3 separate regions of the Mus musculus genome follow, and regions 2 and 3 are each linked to region 1. Evidence: chromatin contacts called from public Hi-C data. All regions are on one chromosome and are shown on one strand. Each heading gives the region's core, a stretch centred on a gene start, on an enhancer-like site or on the middle of the called end of the contact. The rest is flanking DNA. Distances are from core to core; before and after follow the strand shown.

Region 1 (3,141 bases), core at 492-2,991:
CTTCCTTCCTATGCCTGAGCCGTTAGAAGGACTTGGTTGGTCCGTTTCCCCTTGCTCTGGGCACGTCAGGGCAGACCGATGTTATACGATGAAAGGCTGAGAGCTGTTGTCTAGAACAGAGTCTGGAATGGAGGAGGGTCTGCGGTCCATAATGGCTTCATCCAAGCCAGCATGACCGAGAAGCCCCAGCCACAACTCGACCCCTTCAACATCCCTTAGCACCCAGCCTAGGGGCCCAGTGATGTGCTCTGATAGCACCACTGTCCAGACGTGTGCAAAGCCAGGCTCCCTGCTGACTACGGGCACATGTTGTCGCCGTGATTCAGTGTCACGGGACCCAAACCATTTAACAGATTGAAGATCTGTGTGAGATGTGCCCCCCTGTACCATGCCCTCCCTGTCAAGGGCAGAGCCAAGGCATACACCTAGGTCAATTTTGCTTGTGATACTCTGTTCAAGTCAAGTTTAAGTCCCAGATAAGTAAGCTTGGTCAAGTCACTTAACCCTCTGAGGCTCCCAACAGCTCCCAGCAATGTCTTCATCTGCTCCCCAGAGGAGAGGAACCCGCAAGACTGGGGAGGAGACGAAAGGCCAGTAAGAGGAGAAATCCAGAGAGCATTTATGCCCACCGGACACACAACCTCAGCACCAGATGTGAGGAGAGAGAGAATGTTCAAGAGCCTTGCTTGAAACAAAGAAACAAGCAAAACCACAGGCTCTTAAACAAAGACCCTGAAGGGTTGATCTAGGAGGAAAGAGCTAAATGCACCCACTCTCCTGCATTGTCAGTCACCAAAGGCCTGGCCCCCCCAGTGGTCAGTGGGATTGTTAAAGAAAACAATCCCAGGGGAACAGCATAGCAATGGCGGGGCCATTGGCCCGAGCCACACGCTGGACAGACTGTGGAAAAGCCAGGCCCAGGCAAAAAGTCCTTCACTCTCCATCAGATGAAAGTGCCATGTGACACTTGCCAAAAAAATATGTGGGGCTTGGAATTTTTTTCAGGCTCCTAAATTTAACCCACAAGAATTCTTTCCTAAATACCACACCGCTCACTGCCCTCCAGAACAGGGGAATTTGCATCTCAAATGTCCGGGGCCAGCACCTTAAGTCTGAGTGCTCCAGTCTTCCTTGTGCATGACAGTTGCTCTGAGTTAAGTCTGAGTGCTCCCATCTTCCTTGTGCATGACAGTTGGTCTGAGTTAAGTCTGAGTGCTCCCATCTTCCTTGTGCATGACAGTTGGTCTGAGTTAAGTCTGAGTGCTCCCGTCTTCCTTGTGCATGACAGTTGCTCTGAGTTAAGTCTGAGTGCTCCCATCTTCCTTGTGCATGACAGTTGCTCTGGTGCAGACCTGGGCCGAGGCCAGTCAGCCTGGCAACCGAAGAGCTTTCGCATAGCCTGTGAGCTACTCTCTCTCTCCCACTCCATCCCCAACTGCCTATGAGTATGTAGCTCAATGTTAGGGCCCTTGCCTATGGTGTGAGAGACCTTAGGCTCCTGGGTTGTGCTCCCCCCACCCCCACCAGAGCAAAAACAAGGAAAAGAACTCTTAGGCTTCTCATATCACAAGCCAGAGTTTGTAAGGGTAAAAACCAGAAAGGACTGATCAGCGAAATCTGATAACTGCCCGGGTAAATTTGGAGGGAAAACTTATCTGAAGACTGGCAGAGGTCCAGGAGAGCCAGGCAGCACTGGAGCCTGTCTCTCAGGCCCAAGCATGGCTCAGAGCAGCGGCTGGGCATGTGAGCTTGGGCAGCAGGCTGACTTGGCATCGGAGCTGGGCTCTGCCTGTTGCTAGCTGTGTGGTCTCCCTTGGATTTTTTTTTTCTTGAGCCTTAGATTCCTGATCTGTAAAATGGAATTACACGTAGCCACCTCCCAGGGTCCTGTGGAAATCTAATGAGCTAATTCCTGGCACAGATGCCCAACATCAACAAGAGAACCCACCGAAAGAGGTCCCGGTGGCAGTGGTACCCAGGAACTTAGTCATTGATGAATCCATTTGTCTCGGGACAAATCCTGTATTCTTGCTGGGGAGATAAACCAATAGTTGATACTTACATAATCTAACGACCCACATGGCAGCAGACTCCAGGAAGAGAAGCAGGTACATTCTGAGTGGCCGCCTAAGGAAGGAAGAAAAGGGATGCTCCTCTTTGGAGGGGTAAAAGGCATGTGTGACTAACTCACCACACGAGTTTCTGGAGCAAGGCATGTCAGAAGGTGGAGAAAGCATTCTACAAAGAGCAGAGTATGCGGGGGTGTGTGTGTGTGTGTGTGTGACGACCTGGAGCAGCCCAGCCCAGAGCTCATAAGACCTTGATCCCTCTCGCTGCCATAGACCTGAGAACCCTGAGCAGTGGCTGAAGAAGGTAGGGAAGCATATAGCTGCTCTCAGTCCCCTCTCATTCCTCCTTCAGGAACAGGATGGCTCCAATCCTCTGGACTCTGGTGGCAAAAAAAAAAAAAAAAAAAAAAAAAAAAAAAAAAAAGAGAGAGATCTAAACATTGGAAGAACCGGGCAGCATGTGGGTTATCTGCGGTTAGGCTGGAGTCTGTGTGCGCCTGCTGCCCTCTGCAGGACAGTTCTAGAATTACACTTACTCTGGGATGCTATGTCAGATACAGAGATGGTCCCACCTAGGGAGGCATGCTAGTGAGTTTTCTGTCAGCCTGAGTCACCTGGGAAGAGGAAACCTTAATTAAGAAAACGCCTCCATCAGATTAGCTTATAGGCAAGTCTGTAGGGGCATTTTCTTGATTAATGATGATGTAGGAGGGCCAAGGCAACGGTGGGTGGAAGGGACCACCAGGGCTGAGTGTGCCACGGAGGGCAAGCCAGTAGGCACCATTCCTGTGGCTTCTGCTTCAGTTCCTGCCTCAAATTCCCGCCCTGACTTCTCTGCATGTTTGGAAGGGCTAAAATGAAACAAACCCTTTTATTCCCCAAGTTGCTTTTGGTCAATGAAGTGAAACATGAAGACTCTTTGGAAAGACAGTTGGAGGGTGTTTTGTTAGGACAAACACGTGAAGGAATGTTTCATTAAAGTGGACACAGGTGTAAAAAGCTAAGGCGGATTCGTGAAGGAATGCTTAGCTGAAGCAGACACAGGAGAAATGATGTTCTACTAAAGCAAGCA
Region 2 (3,057 bases), core at 383-2,882, 590 kb before region 1:
AACCAGCTGTCTGTCCAGGTGTCCTGAAAGTATGATATCACAAGTCAGGGCAGCCTCATGATATCATTCTTTCAGTTACATGCTAAGTGCATATCTGTGCCCAGCCCTGGGCTGGATGGTTGATACTCCACTGTGGGTACTGTGGAAAACCATTTTATCTTTTCTTTACTGGAAAGTCAATGCTGCCAGTTCCTCCTAAGTCTCCCAGTAGATTAGACCAAGTTAGCACTTGGCAACTTGGAGGGCTATGGAACACAGAAGCTAAACAACAGAACAAGAAGCCTAACATGACTTTCATCTGATCCAGACATTGGCAAGCTATGTTCCACATGCCAAATCCAGCCTGCTGCCCGTTTCTCACGTCCAGCAAACTAAGTGTAAAATGTGAAGACAATTGATCTTCAGAGAACAGTTGCCTGATCTTGCCTTTTGGCACACAAACAGAAGACAATAATTACTAGCTGGCTTTATTATTTTTAAAGCCTAAACACTAGACTAGCCATAGTGAGACCACGTGGCTATCTGAAGAATTGTTGTTATCTCAGTGCGTCCATCTCTTGAACTTGGACAAGTTTCTAGGAGTAATGTCATCAAACTCCAGCTCTGACTCTTTCCTTTGCCAGAGTACAAGGAATGGGTATTTGCATTTTCCCCAACAATCTCATCAGCTTTCCAAGCTAGTGCTCCAATAGTTCAGTCCTAAGCATCCTGTGCTTTCAGCAGGTTTCTATAAACCCTGCCACTTACACTGTGCACTCTAGGCTTCCTCAAGAAAGGAATTGTACACAAAAAGAAAATGAGTAAATATTCCTAGCCTTTCAGGAATGGAGACAGATCTTGGTTATAGCCACTTAATCCCACTACTGTGTTCTGCAAATAGCAACAGGAACTGATGAGGGTCTGGACCTTTGTCTCATTAGTTAAGAACTTACACTGCTCTTGTAGAGGACCACACTTCATTTCCCAGAACCCATGCTAGAGGGCTCACAACCACACATAACTACAGTTCATAAAGAGCTAACACCCTCTTCTGGCCACTGCAGGCATTACACTCAGGCACAAACACACAGATAAACACAGATACACGTGCTGAAAACTAAAAATTAATTCTTTCAACAATATCTGAAAATGACCCTGTCAGGGTATGTTCCAACAAAGCCTTATTTACTGGAACTAGAAAGCAGGCTGGCTCTGGCCTATGACTGCCAAACCCTGACCTAAGTTGTTCTTAGCTGTTCCAACTCAAGTTTGTATCATATGTAGGAATTTCATTTTCTATTAAAAATTTTTAAAAATTGGAGGCATGTGAAATGGTACTGTCTTAAATAGATGCACAGGTGATATAATCAATCAAGTATAGCTTAGGGGAGAAACTTATGTAGCCCCTCACATAGCACAGATTAAGTTGAATCCCCCAAAATATATTTGAATCTTGAATCTTCCCAATGACCACAAGATCCTTCACTTTTGTATCAGTGAGATTGATGTCAGAGTCACCTTGAGCAAGCAGGACATTCGTCAAGCATGTTTTCTCTGTTGCACAATCCGTAGCATTTTCATCTAGAAAGACTTTCTGCATAAAACAGTTTGTGCTGCCTCTGAGGCATTTTAGCTTGTGGCCTATGAAGGGCACTACTCTGGCATGCCCAGCTAGGGTGTCGCTTTCCACCAGGGCCAGTCAGAATGTTCTCTAGAGCTTCTCCTGAATTTCAGTTTTGAAACGCTTGACCAAATGAGTCACAAGACCCAAATGAGGTCAGAAAAATCTTTGGGGTCATGCTCCTTCCTAATAGATGAGCTGCAATGGAAACCACTCAGAGCTGACATTCCAGAGGAATGTATCCCGTGTTTCTAATCATTAAAGTCAAAATTATAATAGATAGCACTCAGCTCCCCTGTTCGTGAGTTTTAACTCTTCAGAGGTCATTGTAGACGCAGCCTATTAAATAATGCAAGCCAGACAATGCTGACTGAATCAAACCCGAAATGTCACTCTGGGTTTAAATTGATTTTCTTATGTGAGGACCTCTTTGCTTGCAAATCAGAATGGCCTTATATTCTCACATCTGAAGGAGGAGGTTGGCTTTCGCAGGATTAATTTTAACAATGCCGATTGATGCGAAGGTTTGTGTTGGGTCATGGAATGGCCTTCTCTCCAGGACTTGAATTATTCATAAGCATTCCTGTGTGTTGTCTTTCTTTCCTGACAATACAGACAATGGCAATGGGGGAGAAGCTAGCCAGCTGCACACACTTTACCTTCTTGAACACACTAGCCAGTAGAAGTGGGTGGGTTTGAAGTGGGTGTATTAATTACAGGAATTTAGATGAATAACTCTTGAAACTAAATAACTAATAGCTGAAGGTGATCTAGTGACAAGCTGTGTTTTCCCACATAGATACATCTCATTTTGTCTCTCCCCTAACCATCTCTTGGAGGGTATTAACCAACAGCTCACTCACAGGAACAAACAACTCTATCTCTGAGCTGCAAACCCCAGCAAGCTGTGTGCACTTTATGCAAAGGTAAGAGGTTGTAAACATGCCAGGTACCAACCTTCCATCGTTGTGATCATGAATACAATTGTTTTGGCAGCCTCTTGAATGACCCAAGATTTAAAGAGCACCTGGAGATGAGCAGGTATACCATCAGGAAGGTACAACCCAAGAAAACCTGTACAACTCCAGCCTACCCCTCTAGGCTCCGACACTGGGGTGCATCCCGCACAGAACTCCAGACTGTTCTTCTAGAAAACCAACAAAGTCAAGGCTCTTTTTCAGTTTTCAGATAAGAATTTTAGATGCAGAGCATTTTCTTTGAGGGAAGCATCCCCTGCATCAGGGAGAAGTCAGACTGCTGCACTGAAGTGGGTACAGAAAAGGAGATAATTTCCTGGGGACTGAGAAAGCCTAGGTATGCTTCCTGACCTCTGTGATGTACACAGCTCTCTTTGTCCAGGGTAGGAGAGAATGGTGAATATCAGGAAACACAAAGAAGAACCGATTCTCAGATTATTGGATACCAAATGTAATTGCTAAAACTAATCTTGTAACTTA
Region 3 (3,335 bases), core at 153-2,652, 830 kb before region 1:
TCTTAAGGTAGAGCCTGGCTGAGTAAGACTCTGGATTGCTTTCTCTAAGATATCTTTGTTATTACAGAGACAGAGCCTTCTTCAACCTACCCATTGGTCATCCTTGGCATCTCATTTTGTATCTTATGATGGAGAACTGCCATCTGGAGAGCTTTCTTTCAAGGTCTTTCTCAGACACACCACCAAAATGATTATATTTTCCATCCTGTTTTCCAGGAATCAGCAACAAGAAAAGAAAAGAAAAAAAAGTTTAAGCCCTGCTCATTCTACCCTCTAAAACAAACACTTTTTGATTATAAAGGAAGAACTAATATATCATATATATGTTATTATACATTACCATTACAATATGTTATATCATATTATATAACAAATAATAATATGTATTATTGTATATTATATTATAAACATTTCATATACATGCATATATACACATATAATCATACATGATAATTATAATTAAAGGATAATTATAATAATTATAATATAATATATAACAAAATAAAATAATATATAATAAACAATACAACATTATGTAAATTATATCTAATATATAATATATATTATTCATCATATTTTTTTTCTCTGTAGAGGAGAGAGACTGAGTAACTGAGTCTATACCTCAGATTCATGCCTCTAACTACTTCTATGCCACTAAAATACAGGGAAAGAGCATAAAAGGAAGGAGATGAAGAAGCTGGGAGAACATGAAGGCACTTTTGGATTGTGAAGCAGGATGGTCATTCAGACCTAGGTTTAACTGTTGCTTCTTTTAAAAGTGGTGCATGGGAGCAAACGTTCCCTGTTTGTCTAAATGGTCTTATGAGATTATCTGCAGGGGGCACAGACTTAGAATCCATGTAGAGACACATCCTTCTTTTCGTTTCTCAATGCCCTGTTTTGTTCCATTCCGTGGGATGGTTTCTTGAGGATCACTCATTTATGATGCTCAAGAGGACAGGGCTAATGCTGATGGCTATCATGCATTGAAACACACTCAGAAATGGCCTCCAGGACAGCTTTGATGGAGTATAACTACACAATGCTCAGGCTCCCTGCAGGCTATTTGTAAATGCAGCACAAAGCTCCAGGAGACATGGTCCTCAGAGGAGGAGGACGATTGGAACAGTACCAGGCCAGCTGCCTCTTCCCACCTCTGACTCACATACTTCCTCTCCAGGCTGGAATCTGATGTTGCCAAGACAGCTGAAAAACTCAGTAAATTTTTATTTAAATAGAAGCTAATCAAGGAGTTGAGCTTGGATATGGATTCTGATTTCTCTGCTGCTATGACTCCATGATTGCCCAACATCACCAGCCACTGCATTCTCAGCACCAAAGCCCACTCCCAGGCCCTACGCTGGCCAAGTCCAGCAGTTTTGGCTGGGCATGTCTGAGGCCAGACTTAGCAGTTCATCATGCCCAAATATGGCAAGGGTCCTAGACGGCAGAAGCATCACAGCTGGACTTGAGGTGAGTCAAGTCAAAATGCATTTCTCTTCACATGGGAAGCCATTTTATATCGTGTAGATGGTTTGGGCTGAATGTAGAGGTACTGCAGGCATGGAATAAAAATCCAAAGTAACATTTATGAAAAACATCTTATAAACTATCTCCTGAAATGACTACTGTAAAAGTTACTTTAATCCAATGAAGAAATGTAGTTTATTATTTATACATGTCATATTAAGAGCTCATTTCATTATTTTATGTATGTCCACTTTAATGCAGATTTTTAAAATTATAATTGTGTAATATCTTTTAACACTTTTTTAATCTTTTAATTTCCCCTGAGTTTATTTACCTGTATAATAATTAATATAATAATAATTATGTAATTATAGTAATAATAATAAAATGCTCACTATATAATCACAATGTGGTATACATAGTTCTCTAAGTGGACTGTATATATACAATAACAACAGTCATACCCTTTGTTAAATAGGTAGATGCCCTGTTAAGGGTTCTTAGCACATGCAGATCCAAAGCACACGAAATACAAAGGGCACAAGAAAACCTTGAGAAGTGTCTTCTATGTTCAATAATACATCCAAACTCAGAGTACATTCAATATGTGTTGTTCCTTGTACATCCATTGTGTATAAATAAAGCCATTAACACTCAGCTGCCCTGGAGCCTCTTCTACCCTCAGAACTCAGTAATTAACTTTCTCTCTGTTTGGTTTGATCCAAACTAGAAATCTCACAGGACATAAGCCCTAAATGTCAGGATCTATTTTTGAGAAGATTTGGGTGGTGAGCATTCTTTCAGGGATGCAGATGAATATGTATCAGTCATACTTCCTGGTCCTCAGATAAAGGACCCTCTCCTCCCCTGCAGTGTGACAGTGGTGACTCATCCCAAGATAGCACCACCATCCCCTTTTCATCCCAGCCTCTTGCCTGTGCCTCTTTCATATCTGATGTATCCGTTTAGGGAACTGTGCCCTTTGCCTGAGGCACTTCACACTCAGAAGTGTAATCTGTCACTAGGAATTATCTTTTTTTTTTCCAAGAAGAGGACATCTTGACAGGAAAGAAAGCAAAAGTCTTCTCATTAGAAAGAAAATATTGATTATGGTTGCCAACTTTTTTCATTCACGGGACCTTTAGCTCAGCTGAGACATCCAGTCCCTTGGATGCCTGGTTTCTAAAACTATAAATTTAACATCTCAGTTTCTGTCACACTTCGCCTGTTACTCTGAGTAGAAAGTAAGTGGGCAGATGACTCATTTGACTCATTGAGCTTGCTCACAGCAGCCTGGCAGTCATGGATGATATGAATTCCTCTTGCTCCAGTCTAGAAAGGCAGCTATGGACTAATGTGTCTTAGCTCCCAATCCTAGCTGAAATGTTCTGGAATACTATCCCAATAGTCCTGTCTAAACACACGGTCAGATTGAGAACTCAGCATTCAAAATAAATGAATCCAATGTAAGAACACTTTGAGAAAAATAACACAAGTCTTTATTGTAGGTGTCTCGGGCATGTACAGAGATGGACACTACAAGAAACATTGCAACCACCTCATTAAAACTTCTCTCCCAAGGCAGGTATCAGCCAGGAAATTCTCTCCTTTTTCTCATCTCCATCATCTTGTTTTCCTTGTAGCATACCATGCCTAACGCAGATTAAGCTCACCAGTTTTCACAACCCCATGCCCCTGATCAGCCTATCAGAAATCCAAAGTTTTAGGGAATGGGAGTTGGTAGCCTGCTTTGAAAGTACCTTGCAGGAAGCTGAACCTTATTTAATGCTAGCAAAATGATTTTATAACTAGCAAAAAACAAAGCAAAACAAAACAAAACAAACACAAAAACAACAACAAAAAAA

The links. Hi-C and Micro-C count contacts between places; a contact is called where the count stands out from the background.
Region 2: a contact with region 1 is called in a Hi-C map of muscle stem cells, with 4 times the contacts expected there. The contact joins two enhancer-like sites. A contact is called at or near these places in 3 of 484 Hi-C or Micro-C datasets (embryonic stem cells and muscle stem cells) and 1 of 9 other capture datasets (embryonic stem cells).
Region 3: a contact with region 1 is called in a Hi-C map of muscle stem cells, with 4 times the contacts expected there. The contact joins two enhancer-like sites. A contact is called at or near these places in 4 of 484 Hi-C or Micro-C datasets (cerebral cortex, embryonic stem cells, forebrain and 1 more), 2 of 115 datasets of contacts at active chromatin or transcription factors (astrocytes and fibro-adipogenic progenitors) and 1 of 9 other capture datasets (embryonic stem cells).

The regions. Positions count from the first base shown.
Region 1 is chr7:73,420,085-73,423,225 of GRCm38.p6, forward strand. No RefSeq gene overlaps it. Among named protein-coding and RNA genes, the nearest start is that of A730056A06Rik, 46 kb to the left of the region's middle. Within about 2 kb of position 1,742, at least 44 of the 459 cell types and tissues checked have an H3K27ac peak or open chromatin away from gene starts, as enhancers often do. A contact at or near this core is called in astrocytes and muscle stem cells, where this site is marked.
Region 2 is chr7:72,834,584-72,837,640 of GRCm38.p6, forward strand. No RefSeq gene overlaps it. Among named protein-coding and RNA genes, the nearest start is that of Gm36865, 9.5 kb to the left of the region's middle. Within about 2 kb of position 1,633, at least 2 of the 459 cell types and tissues checked have an H3K27ac peak or open chromatin away from gene starts, as enhancers often do. A contact at or near this core is called in muscle stem cells, where this site is marked.
Region 3 is chr7:72,588,204-72,591,538 of GRCm38.p6, forward strand. No RefSeq gene overlaps it. Among named protein-coding and RNA genes, the nearest start is that of Gm36865, 240 kb to the right of the region's middle. Within about 2 kb of position 1,403, at least 49 of the 459 cell types and tissues checked have an H3K27ac peak or open chromatin away from gene starts, as enhancers often do. A contact at or near this core is called in astrocytes and muscle stem cells, where this site is marked.